Regions from separate parts of the Danio rerio genome. Here region 1 is linked to region 2. Evidence: chromatin contacts called from public Hi-C data. All regions are on one chromosome and are shown on one strand. Each heading gives the region's core, a stretch centred on a gene start, on an enhancer-like site or on the middle of the called end of the contact. The rest is flanking DNA. Distances are from core to core; before and after follow the strand shown. Region 1 holds the start of ap5b1 (adaptor related protein complex 5 subunit beta 1). Region 2 holds the start of nucks1a (nuclear casein kinase and cyclin-dependent kinase substrate 1a).

Region 1 (6,758 bases), core at 3,729-6,228, 580 kb before region 2:
ACCACAAAATTTTTATCCAAGGTTATCATACCATCAGAATCTTATACCAGCCCATGTCTTCTACAGAAATTAATAAACAAACTGTGCTTTATGGTTTTCTGTGGAGCCTAACAGTATTCAAGTACAAAAATCCTCAAATGTAAAATAACATGGTCATCATTGTATAAACAATTTTTAAAAAATATCTTTAAATCTTTAATAAATAATCTAATCCTGCGATGTGACTATTGCAGATACACACAATGCAATATCGATGCTTAAACGATATATTGTTCAGCCATATTAAATAGTGAGCAATTCCAGCGTTATGGATGTGACATTTGCGTATAGAAAGCGTATGTTAACATTATATTGAAACGTTTGTTTATATTTTCCAGGACAACTGACCATTGAGTTAAGGGACCAGAAAAATATTGATTTGTAAACATGTTTTGTACTTTAAATGTGGAAAATAAACATGCGTTATAGATGTGACAAAAAAAGGTCTGCGGGTTTATACACCATACTTTGTAGAAATTCTTTGAATTAAACTGCACAACCCAAAAGAAACAATGACAATCAAAATTATAAGAGTCGGCTCACTATAGAACAAAAATTATTGGTTTTATTTAATTTAATATTTTCACATTTATAAGGAAAAAGTGTCGTTATGAATATGACATCTCCGTTATGGATGTGACAAATGTGAAATTGCCACTTGTGTGACTTTGGTAAATCAAATATAATAGTTTGAAAACACTGACAGATGCATTTTTGAGGATTTCTAAAATACTATAAAACACTTGCTTACACAAAAAACCCATAAACGGTTTCCGTAATTAAATGAAAAGTCAATTTTTGGTTGACATTTGCACGGAATTGCTCAGTACATCAATTACATAAGTGCACATAAATGACAATATTCAAAGAAAATTATGAAATATTTGTTAACTTATGCTAAGAAAACATAACATTTTTATACATAAAGCAAAAGATCAACACTGCTTTATGATGTGAACAGTATCAAAATGAATTTTTTGGAGCAAATAAAAGCCCATAAACTAAATATAGAAGCTGTTTTAAATCCACTTCTGACACTAAGATTTGCAACAGAAACGCTCTATTAATAATATTCTGCAATAAATGCACAACGATTTAAATATTTGAGCCAAGCTGCGAGAATGAAAGGCTGTTATGCAAAACCATGAGTTATGATTCACACTTTGGATTAATCAAATTCAACAGTTATCAGTTGCTATTATTTAAAGACCCACAAGATCGTGCGAATATCAGTAAGAATATGTATGTGAATATCAGATTAAACGTCTACTCGGTTTTAGCAGCACTTGTCCATTCTTCTCAGTCCTGCCTTCTTCCTGTGATAGTTTAACGATGCATTTGTGGCAGGAAAAGCATTTTCTTAATGACCAGACGTGAAAAAGAACTTGTTGCAAAACACAAAGTGATGCAAGTAAAAATTTATGCTGTGTCCTTCTCTATCTAACAGAGAGGGAGGGAGGGATGCTTTAGTAACCGACATCATTTCATCAACAAGCAGAAATCAATCAAAAACCACCATGGATGCAAACATCCACCATTAGTGCTTTTCTTTGAATTTTAACAACCTGAAACCTGCAGACAAGCCAATAACAGTTCTGAAGACACACGGACTATAGAATCTGTGAATGTGTGAGAGAAAGACAGAGACATCGCTGACACAAATGAGGTTTGGCCACAGAAAACAATAGTCAACAAGTATAATTGATACAAATACAACAACAGAGGTAAAGTTGGTTTTATATTCGGATATTCAGTCAATCTTCTTAATATAATAATTTTAGAAAAGTATTATTTGCAAATACTAAATAGGGAAATCATATAAGCAGCAAATGACTATCAAAGTACATTGCTAACAGTGAATTAGATAGTGTTAATGTTGTTTTGAAGTCATACTTGCATGCTATTTCAGACTCAGTATTCAACATAGATAGGTAAACAATATAAAGAGACTGCTAAATGAATGAATGTGTGAATATTAAACCAACTTTACCTCTATTACAACAAAAAAATCTGATAAACCAGTCTAACTAACTATGAATTTAATGATGAAGCCTATACAGCCAACATAATAACAATAATAGTAATAATGATGATAACAATAAGATGCATATATGATTAATATATTTATAATAAGAATAAAAAAAACTATATATTTTTGGAATTTTATTTAAAATGGTTTAAAAATTGACAATAACTTCAGCTAAAACTTTTTGAAATGTAGCATTTTACATGAACAATATTGATAATAATAATAAAAACATTTAATAATTACACATTATTTAATTAGCACAAAATCATCACTATTTATAGTTAAAGTAATTAATCTGTAAATGGAATATAAAATGTAATCTACATTCAACTTTTTCCATCTGATGAAATATTTATTGAATATTAAATCAATTAGAGATAAATGCAAGTGTAAATAAAAGGCAACGTTCAAATAAAAATATGAAATGTTTGTTAATTAGTATATAGATTTGTTCATTATGCTGTTGAAAATATTAAATTATAAAACATGAGGTGAAAGATCAATATTGCTTTATGATGTGAAGAGTATCAAAATGGATTTTTTTATTAATTAAAAGCCCATAAACAAACAACATAATAATTTTTATCAATTTATTAAAACATTTATGACAATAACTTTAACAAAAAAACGACTTCAGATAGCTAGATAGATAGCTAGATAGATGGCTAGATAGATAGATAGATAGATAGATAGATAGATAGATAGATAGATAGATAGATAGAGAGTGGGAGAAATTAAAATGGCTGAAGTTTGCTAAATGATGCTGAGACCATAACACAATCCTTATATGTCATGCATATTAAACCAACACAACCCAACTAGACTGGAAGCAAAATAATGAAATATAAATTAATGCAGCACATTTCCATTTTCAATGATGCTGTGCAATGTAAACTGAAGGCCACCAAAACACAGATCAGCTGAGCAAACAAGCACTGCACAATCCCAGCACACAACCAGGAAAAACCAATCTGATTCTAATACAAATCAGCTACTTTACAATACGCTGATTAGCAAATATAAATAAATTATGACAACTACCCGTCGTCAACAGGCGATTGAAACGGATGACAGACTGAATGTCAGAAACGGTATTCTATGCAACGTTGGCATAATTTAAACTAAGAACAGACACTAAATATGTAATACTGTTGCATGATAACACTTGTAAATCTATCAGTGGTAAAAATCTGACCGGTTCTCCTCAGCGGCAGCTAGCCGCCTGTGCTAACTGCCCTCTGGTGCAGTTTTACACGTTTGCTTCGTTAAATGCTCATTTTAAAAATATCAATTCATATTGTACATATTCACAACTCGATTCCGCACTGGGTCAAGCGTTGATGTTGGTTATAAAAAGAGAAATGGGGTAAATATTTTGCGCGTCATTGGCACTTACCGTATCCTTTCTGTTTGTTTCTCTGCGCCGGGCGTTGGCAGGTCCGCGCGCTTGGGGTTTCCAGAACTGAAGAGCAGGGGCGAGCCGCGCGCTGCGTCACTCCATCACACTTCATTACAACTCAGAAACTACAGGATTAACCTTATTTAAATTTTATTTAGGTTCTATATTCGTAAGTGTACATTTTTAAATCGCAAACCTATTTTCTAACAATTATACATGAGATGAATAAATACTTAATCACAATTCCAGGTTAATTAAAAAAATAGAAACACTCAAAACGAATAGAAAAAGGTTTTTATATTGCCCTCTTTAGTAACCATCTCTTTATTATCCATTATATCTATCTCTAGATTTGATAACCAATATATTTTTTTTCTATCGTTTTTCTGCTCTTGGTTCTTTTTTTACTGGTACCATTGCAAGTACAATTGTTATTGTTGTTAATGCTGTGTCCTAAATATATTTAGCTTTTGTACCTACTTTAAATGTTCAAACAAAGCATTTGCTTTTCTTTCTTAAGAAAGAAAAATTCCAGGATTTACACAAGATTCAAAGGAATGTAAGCTAATTAAACAAACTAAATGCATACTTTGCCATCTTCCTTTATTATGTAATTCAGTCATGTGAATTATTTCATTATAATTACTTGAATTACTTCAATGGTAAAAAAAAAAAAAGAGAGAGAGATAATGAGATAATGAGTAAGAAAATAATTTGCCGAAATTAAATAAATTCATATACCATTTACGGTTTATATTATTTGTTTAAACAAATATGAATATAATCATGTAACTTAAAATATATTATTAATTGTAATATAATGAGAATAGGAACTCAACGTTCATGCACATGTGAAATTATGTTATATAAATATCTAACTCCCTTTAACAATGTGTATACTATTATAAAGTTAATTAACTTTGATATTCAAGCAAATATATGGTGGTAAATATGGCATTTACTTCTGCATGCACATATTGCAACTACATTTCTGTTGTTTTGCAGAGTTTAACAATTTTGTACCATGTTATGTGTAACGTTACTATCATAGCATTTTACCTCAACATGCATTGAGATCAAATTCAGAATAATACATAAAGAGTTAAATATGCAGCAATATGTTGATAATAAATAGTTACCTTATCTTAGAAACCACGACCTTTTGTTTAATTGCAATATATATATATTTTTATTATTTCTAATTATTTATTCAACTGTCAAATTTAGATTGATTTTGACCTACTTTAAACACCTAAAACACCACAAGATGGCAGTAAAACCCGCGACAAAAAGAAGGTCACATTACCCTGTCAAAATACAAGCCCGCCGTTTCAGCTCATCAATGTAAATCTAAATAATTTGAGGGTAAAATGAAAAAAAAAAAGAAAATAAATTAATTGATCTACCAACCTTTAAATCACATTTTACTCATTTCACAGAAATAATCTGTCATTATTATTACAGGACATGACTCATTGGTGACTTTTATTTTAAAACACACGGCTCACTACCTGGTTTATCATATGACAACTAGGAACACATGATCTTCAGAGACGTCAACAGACGGATGTTTAAATCCATTTGCTTTATTTATGTTTTTACGGTGTGAACTGACAGGTGAGTCGTTGTTTTGTCAATGCGGGTGTGCGTTAATTAATACATTTTTAAGCGCCATTGTCACGCACATACATAAGTGCTCCTGTTTAATCTGCAGAATGACTATCGCGGATCTCTGGGATCAGAGAATTTCTGCCTTTCTGCTGAGTCCATCTCAGTTTTTGGCCACCAGCACCTCTGAGATTTTCCTGGCTGAACTCCTACACGAACTGCGGAATGATAAAATCAATGATCAACTTAAGGTAATGAAAGCAGACGAACACTCGTTTTAAATCATATTCATGCTATTGTTTCCTAAATAATAAGTAAGTAAAGGTTTATTTGTATAGCACTTTTAACACACTAAGTTACAAAGGGCTGTACAATATAATAAATCCTGAAAAATAGTTAAAAGAACACATATCTATTAAAGAAAACAAGTTAAAACCTATATTTTACAGTCTATGGTTAAAACCCAAGAACAAAAACACCAATGTAAAACCAGCTCACCAATTAAAAGCTTGACCAAAAAGATGCGTCTTTAAATGCTTTTTAAAAAGTTCAACTGATCCCAGAGTTCTCAGTGCTAGACGGAGACCTTTAGTCTTAGGATGAGCTCTGGGAATGGCTAAAAGGTCTAAGGACTACGTGAAAGATCTTGAATATAGAGCAGCGCTTGACCATCCAAAGCTCTATATGTTATCACCAGAATCTTAAAATGTACTCTAAAACTAATAGAAAGCCAAGAGTAATGCGTGACCTCCTACTGGTGCTGGTTAAAAACCTCGCAGTTGCATTCTGCACAACTTGCATATGATCCATAGATGTGTTCAGATAAGTAAACAAAACATTAGAATCCAACTGTGAAGAGGTAAAGGCAAAGACAAGCTGCATCTCTTCCTCTGAAGCAATATTTCGGATTTTTCTGATGTAATAATAGTGCACGTGCATAAACTGACTTCAATATAATTGGTTATTAGGGGAAAAATGCACATATATATCATGACAAAAATGTGTAATCTTAGTTTTATTAACAATCTTTGTTATAAAATTAATCCTGTCATCATAAATATACTTTTTGGTGTGCAGTAATTTGTCCAACGAATAACTGTGGTAATGATATTATCAATTTAAGACCTTTTGGGGCAATTTATTGTATTTTATAATGCTTATTTAGTAAAATAATAATATAAATGAAAGAATGAAATATACCAATGAAATATTATACCTTTCAAAGTGTGGAAAAGGCTCCATTTAGATATTCCTATGAGGTTTTATAATCATTTGTTGATGTTTTTAATAAGTAAAATAAGGTTTGCATTAAATATAAATCTGCATATGTTCTTCAACATAAACTTCTCACACATTCCTATCTATCCTATCTACTTATTATGTTTTTAAAAATAAAAATATAGTTTTATAAAATCCACACATCAGCTTCATAATCATGTTTTGTTTCATGTTTTAGACAATGTTTGTCAAAGTAGGCAAGTTTTGTTTACCACAGTCTTGACATTTCTTAACTCGCTTATTAAATAAAAAAAGATGCAAAACCCCAAAAGAAAACACCAAAAAAACGAATAAAATGAAAGTGGATAAAATGTTGAGTCATTTTTATGGTAAACACAACAGACATTGATTGCATCGTCAAAATTTGAGGTCATTTATATATTGTGTAAGTCAATATTAGGGCTG
Region 2 (7,110 bases), core at 3,824-6,323:
TGTTCTTTTTGGTTATTTATTTATTTATTTATTTATCTCTCTCTCTGGAAAGAAGCACAGAGAAGGAATCTTGTTCCCTTTCTTTCTTTCTTTCTTTCTTTCTTTCTTTCTTTCTTTCTTTCTTTCTTTCTTTCTTTCTTTCTTTCTTTCTTGTTTTGTTCTTTTTGGTTATTTATTTATTTATTTATTTATCTCTCTCTCTGGAAAGAAACACAGAGAAGGAATCTTGTTCCCTTTCTTTCTTTCTTTCTTTCTTTCTTTCTTTCTTTCTTTCTTTCTTTCTTTCTTTCTTTCTTTCTTGTTTTGTTCTTTTTGGTTATTTATTTATTTATTTATTTATCTCTCTCTCTGGAAAGAAACACAGAGAAGGAATCTTGTTCCCTTTCTTTCTTTCTTTCTTTCTTTCTTGTTTTATTCTTTTTGGTTATTTATTTATTTATTTATTTATTTATTTCTCTCTGGAAAGAAGCACAGAGAAGGAATCTTTTTCCCTTTCTTTCTTTCTTTCTTTCTTTCTGCCAATCTCCATTCAGCAAATCTCTGAGTCTAGCAGGAGCACTTTTAGCTTAATTTAGCAATAATTATTTTACCATATTAGACCATTATCATCTCCCTCAAAAATGACTAAAGTATATCTAGTGCTAGTTCTGTGTCCATGCTCACCATATATACCCTCAGTCACTATTCTCTATTTTACTACACTTGAAGGACTGAAAATTCGATTACTCAGAACACAGGAAAGGACAGCATTTTGTTTGTGCTTTGCTGGTTGATAAATCATTCAGATGGATTAAAATTTCAATTTCTTAGGTCAGACCCTGTTATAGTTATTTCAGCGAGCTGGCTATGATTAATGAAACAAAGTATTTAGATTTCTGTAATTTATTGTTCATTATGTAATATATTTTCAGCGCCTATTTTTATTTTCATTGCAGTTATTTTATGCCTAACTCTGTAAATTCATGTTAAACACATACTTTGAGACAGGAAGAATGTTGAAAAAATATTTGGTGGAGAAAAATGATTTTTGTACTAATATAAGAGCAGTTAAAACAGACCGGTCAATTTTGACCGGAAACACGAAAGTAAGGGGCAGGATGTGAACACAACAGGAGGGTTAAATTAATATTTTCTATAGGACTTTACAATATTCTATTTGTGCATACACATTAGATTAGTCAGTACTGAAGTCAAATCTGAAGCTTATCTAACAAAATAACTTACAATAATGGTTCAAAAATTGGTAGGCCAAATTTATATGTTGGGGAAAAATATTAAATAAGTTTTTTAAAAATAGCAAAAATCAATCAATCAATAATTTTATTGTCGGCTTAGTCCCTTTATTAATCCGGGGTCGCCACAGCGGAATGAATCGCCAACTCTCGCCTCACAGCAAGAAAGTCGCTGGGTCGCTGGTTAGAGCCTCGGCTCAGTTGGCATTTCTGTGTGGAGTTTGCATGTTCTCCCTGCGTTCGCGTGGGTTTCCTCCAGGTGCTCTGGTTTTCCACACAGTCCAAAGACATGCGGTACAGGTGAATTGGGTAGGCTAAATTGTCCGAAGTGTATGAGTGTGAATGAGTGTGTGTGGATGCTTCCCAGAGATGGTTTGCAGCTGGAAGGGCATCCATTGCGTAAAATATAAGGTGGATAAGTTGGCGGTTCATACCGCTGTGGCAACCCCAGATTAAAAAAGGGACTGAGCCGAAAAGAAAATGAATGAATGAATATTATTACCCCAGGTTATATTTCAGGGTAAAATGTCAGAAGAAATCAGTATTGTTTGTTCTTACAGATCTATGTAAAATGACTTTCTTGGTTCCTGTACGTAAACCATTCTAGACTCTCTCAACCTTCATATTCATTTGTGATTTTGAGGAGAAAAAATATCTAAAAGTGAAAACAAACTAAGAACATTTCTGAGCAACGCTTTCAGTCAAAGGCATAAAAGCAAGCAAACAGATTTGAGGATGGTCAGAGGAAAAATAAATATCTTGATTTGTTATTTTTCTACTGCATAATCCTGTAGGAAATCAATATCATTTGGTTCTTATAGGCCTATGTAAAATTACTTTCCTGGTTCCTATATGTAAACCTTTCTAGACCCCCTCAACCAGACAAAAATATCTAAAGGTGAAAAACTAAGAACATTTCTTAGCAATCCTTGAAATTAAATTAATAAAACAAAGCAAACAGATTTGAGGGTGGTCTGGGGGGGAAAGTCTATATTTGTTATTTTTCTATTGCATAATCCTGTAGGAAATTAATATTATTAGGCTCTTATAGACGTATGTAAAATTACTTTCTTGGTAAAGCTTTCGAGACCCCCTCAAACTACAAATTCATTTGTGATTTTGGGGAGAAAAAATATCTAGGAGTGAAAACAAACTAAGAACATTTCTGAACAACGCTTTCAATCAAATAAATAAACCAAAGCAAAGAGATTTGATGGTGGTCTGGGGGGAAAAGTCTATATTTGACTTTTTTCTATTGCATAATTTGGTTCTTATAGAACTATGTAAAATTACTCTCTTGGTTCTTATATGTAAACCTTTATAGACCCCCTCAACCTTCATATTCATTTGTGATTTTGGGGAGAAACTGAAAGCGAGACGTGACTTTTAAGGGACTGTTTAATATGAATTTATTAATCATTCTTACTGTTCAATGAAAGCAAATTGTCGTAGTTTATTAAAGACGCAAACCTCTCATTGCACGACAGCTGCACCTTCAGCAAACCTCCTAATTCATGCAGCACGAGGACTTTATGATTGTTCATGAACGTCAAAGGGGCTGATCTGTTCTGCAAAATATTTGACTTCTTGTCACTGCATATCAAACGACTTAAACGATATAACTAAAGAAATCTCCACTGTGCTGAGCGAGAGCGCTTCTTAATGAACAGCGCATCATCGATGACGTAAGCGTGCCCAGGCCCGAATGTAATGTGAACAGCGCATCATCAATGATGTAAGTGTGCTCAGGCTCAAATGCGATGTGAGTGCGGGCCGTCGGAGGGGACAAGCGTGCTTTGGCCCGGTTCAAGGCAATAGGGATGGGTCGTTCATCAACGATTCGTTCATTTTGAACGAATCTTCAATATGACTCGGGAACTACGAGTCCTCTTAGGAAATGATTCGTTTATCCGCGCGTGCGCACATTTGTGCAGGTAGTATCAGTAATTTCAAGTCTTCATCATATTGGCAGAAGCCAATCATATGCATTTAGAGCCGGAAAAAGAATTGATCCGCTCCCCTCTCCAGTCCTCTATCGGGTCTGAGTCACTCGTTCATCACGAGCCAATCATACGCGTTTAGAGCCGGAAAAAAAAAATTTATTCGCTCATCTCTCGAGTCCTCTATTGGGTCTGAGTCATTCGTTCCTCATGGGCCAATCATACGCGTTTAGAGCCAGAAAAAGAATTGAACCGTTAATCTCTCAAGTCCTCTGGTTTGAGTCATTCTGTCACGTGATAAACGAACGATCATGGCTCCTATCGGCTTAGACTGTGCATTATATGTGACTGTCAGTGTAACGTGAATAAACCACTGACATTTAAAGACATGAAGAGGTGAGCTGAGCAAAGAGACAACAATACCTTCATAGACAAAACAGCAGGTAAACATTGAATTATTATTTTCTTCTTCTTATATTCTATTTATGACTTATTTGTCGTGTGATCAACCTTTTGGGCTAGTTGTAGATGTGTTTGGATGCAATTGGTAACATTTTAATAATATTTTTGCATATTGAACTAAATTAACGAAATGATTCAAAAAAAGATTTGTTCATCTTGATGAACGAGACTCAAAGATCCGAGTCAGTAAAATGATCCGAACTTCCCATCACTACAAGGCAACTGTACATAGTGTGAGTACGCCCTAAGAACATGTCGGACCAATGCTTTCAACTAAACAAATAAAACAAAACAAACAGATTTACGAGTGGTCTGGGGAGGAAAAAGTATCTTGATTTGTTATTTTTCTACAGCATAATCCTGTAGGAAATCAATATTATTTGGTTCTTATAGGATTATGTTAATTTTACTTTATTGGTTTATTTTACGTAAATCCTTCTAGACCCCCTCAAACTACATATTCTTTTGTGAATTTGGGGAGAAAAAACATCTTAAAGCAAAAAACTAAATACATTTCTGGGCAACACTTTCAATTAAAGGCATAAAAGAAAGCAAATAGATTAGAGGGTGGTCTGAGGTGGAAAAAATATCTTGATTTGTTATTTTTCTATTGCATAATCCCGTAGGAAATCATTATTTGGTTCTTATGGGCCTATGTAAAACTTACTTTCTTGGTTCCTATACGTAAACCTTTATAGACTACATATTCATTTGTGACTTTAGGGAAAAAAATATCTGAAAGTGAAAAAAAACTAAGAACATTTCTGAGCAACACTTTGAATCAAATAAATAACCCAGGATTTAAGGGTGGTCTGGGGGAAAAGGGATCTTGATTTGCTATTTTTCTATTGAATAATCCTGTAGGAATCATCACTGAGAGCAATGGGAATTGTGAAAAGCTAAGGAAATGATTCAAAAATGTATATGTTGTCCAAATAAATAAATAAATTGTACATTTAAATTATGATTTGTAATAAGTTAAATGATATTAATAACAGTTAGCATAATATTAGCAATAGTGTTGTCAAATAAATTAGCTGTGAACACAATTCAGCTCAAAAAGTCAGCAAAAATGATTCATTTGGGGCTCTCAAACCTTCAGTCGTGTGCTGTCGCTTGCATAAAGCGCTTATTCACTGATTTCAACTTCATTTCAAAGGAAACAAGCACCACAAAGTTGTTCTACACTTAAACTGGGACATCTTGCATATCGTAAGGGCCTCTTTTTGTTTCTGAGCCATGCTGTTCAACCTATCCGCAAACGAGGGGGAGGGTAAACGCTTTGGAGACACGACGTTTGACAGACAGCCTCGAAAACCAATGACAAATCAAACAACTGTTCAAACCGGCCAATGGCGTCGCTCTCTGGGCAAATCTGACCAAGCGGGCGGGGTTTGAACGAACACGCCCCGCCTTCCGTCCAATCGTTAGGTTGCGCGAAGGCTGCAGTTTCAGTTTGTTTTATTCACCATTTTGAGTAGCTGAAGGTAATATTTAAACTAAATACCTTCGTAGAGCAGGAATACCTCCAGCATTGTTTAGTTTTCGTCACAGGGAGAGGACGTTGGTTTTTTCGACGTGCCCCCTTGTGTTTTAAAAACACCACGTTTTGTTTGCATTTACCCTGCTTTTCTTTGGCTCCTTTTCACAATTTTAACCGCTACAGTATTCCTGCAAAATGGCAAGACCAGTGAGGTACGTGGGTTTCATTCGTCCTACTGATGGCTACTGCATGCACGCTGGCTACTAGGCTTCACGCATGTGCCAGGCATCCTTAGCTTCTTGTTTAGCGCTCGGATTTTGTAACATTTTGGCTCGTTCGTGCATGCATTTTGCTCGTTGTTTCTTCCCCAGTGACGAAGGGCTGTGTTTTATGCTCGTGGCTACACCATGCACGGTTAAAATCCGCATTAACCGGGATTCTGCAGCGTGATGTTTCTTGTGCATCACCTACCTAGATTTCAGATTATATGTGTAGTGTGAGAGGCACTGAAAAAGGCTTCATGTTTCCTTGTAAGCCAGTGAGAATATGGCTTCCCATTCATCCTCGCCAGAGCTTCAGGAGGGGAAATAAAATCCCGCTGGAGGTGCTCGTTGGCCCGTTCGTGTGATTTTTGCAACCTGTAATGCGCACATATTTGGGCGAACAGCACGGTTTATGCGGAAACAATAGATTGCGAAAGCGCGTTGGTGTTTTTTTTTAAGGAAAGCGCTTTTTTGGTTTTTTTTCGATAGCGGTAAATTAACACGACGCGGGTGACGTCAGAGGGGGGCGGGGTGCCTGAGAGCGACCACACCTCCCGTGTGGAGTTTCTTATGTGCAAAACGTGCACCTAATTCGATGTTTAATCTTCGTGTTTTGATTTTAAACGACATAAATTGATTACTGCATATGAATGTTTGTTAACTGCGTCTACAGAATACGGTATAATGTTATACAAATAGGGGAAATGCCGCGCGTCGTCTTCACGTAGGCTGTGTCGTTTGTACAGAGAAAAAATGTCGCGCGAAGGCCTTAGTAAAACATTCGCCATAGTAATCTTGTTAATATGTTCGAAAATGACTTCAGTTCGCGAAGTTATTTTAATTATTAAACAAATTATTTCACAATTTGAAGAAAACAAAAGTGTTTATCCAATGTGATGTTTTAATTTACATACAATTTGTAAAAAATATATGGTATTTTGAACTATTTGTATATAAAATAATTTAGAAATATATACACACATACATGTATGTATGTATGTATATATATATATTACATACACACCTCTCCAGAGAGAGGGGGTGTTTATGTATGTGTATAGATAGATAGACAGACAGATATATTTAGAGAAAGGTCTGTGAATGTATATGTGTGTATATACATAGTTGAAGTCAGAATTATAAGCCCCCCTGTTTATTTTTCCCCCAACTTCTGTTCAACGGAAATAACACTTTTTTCCAACACATTTCTTAAGTTCTAATAACTCATTTCTAATGACTGCTTTATTTTATCTTTGCCAAGATGACAGTAAATTATATTTTACAAGATATTTTTCAAGACACTTCTACAAAGCTTAAATGGACATTTAAAGGCTTGACTAGATTAATTAGGCAGGTTAGGATAATTAGAAAAGTTACTGTATAACAATGGTTTGTTCTGAACTCTTATCGAAAAATATATATAGCTTAAGGGGGCTAATAATTTTGGCCTTAAAATGGCTTTTAAAAAATTAAAAACTGCTTTTATTCTAGCCGAAATAAAACAAATGAAACTTTCTCCTGAAGAAAAAATATTTTCAGACACAATGTGAAGTTTGATTTAGGAAATATTAAAAAAGGAAGAAAAAAATCAAATGGGGGCTAATAATTCTTCAACTGTATGTATATATATACATACATACATACCTACAGGCACACACACCTCTCTCATTCTCTCTCATTCTCTCTCATTCTCTCTCATTCTCTCTCTCTCTCTCTATATATATATATAT

Evidence for each region. Hi-C and Micro-C count contacts between places; a contact is called where the count stands out from the background.
Region 1: a contact with region 2 is called in a Hi-C map of hematopoietic stem cells, with 5 times the contacts expected there. The contact joins the promoter of ap5b1 here to the promoter of nucks1a in region 2. A contact is called at or near these places in 1 of 18 Hi-C or Micro-C datasets (hematopoietic stem cells) and 1 of 4 datasets of contacts at active chromatin or transcription factors (embryo).

What each region holds. Positions count from the first base shown.
Region 1 is chr11:41,542,782-41,549,539 of GRCz12tu, reverse strand. It overlaps ap5b1 (adaptor related protein complex 5 subunit beta 1), which reads left to right and starts at 4,978. Exons shown (of 3, transcript NM_001326456.1): 1 at 4,978-5,084; 2 at 5,182-5,326. The coding sequence starts at 5,183. It overlaps cdc42 (cell division cycle 42), which reads right to left and starts at 3,561. Exons shown (of 6, transcript NM_200632.2): 1 at 3,465-3,561.
Region 2 is chr11:40,961,636-40,968,745 of GRCz12tu, reverse strand. nucks1a (nuclear casein kinase and cyclin-dependent kinase substrate 1a) reads left to right here and starts at 5,073. Exons shown (of 8, transcript NM_001004601.2): 1 at 5,073-5,329. The coding sequence starts at 5,313.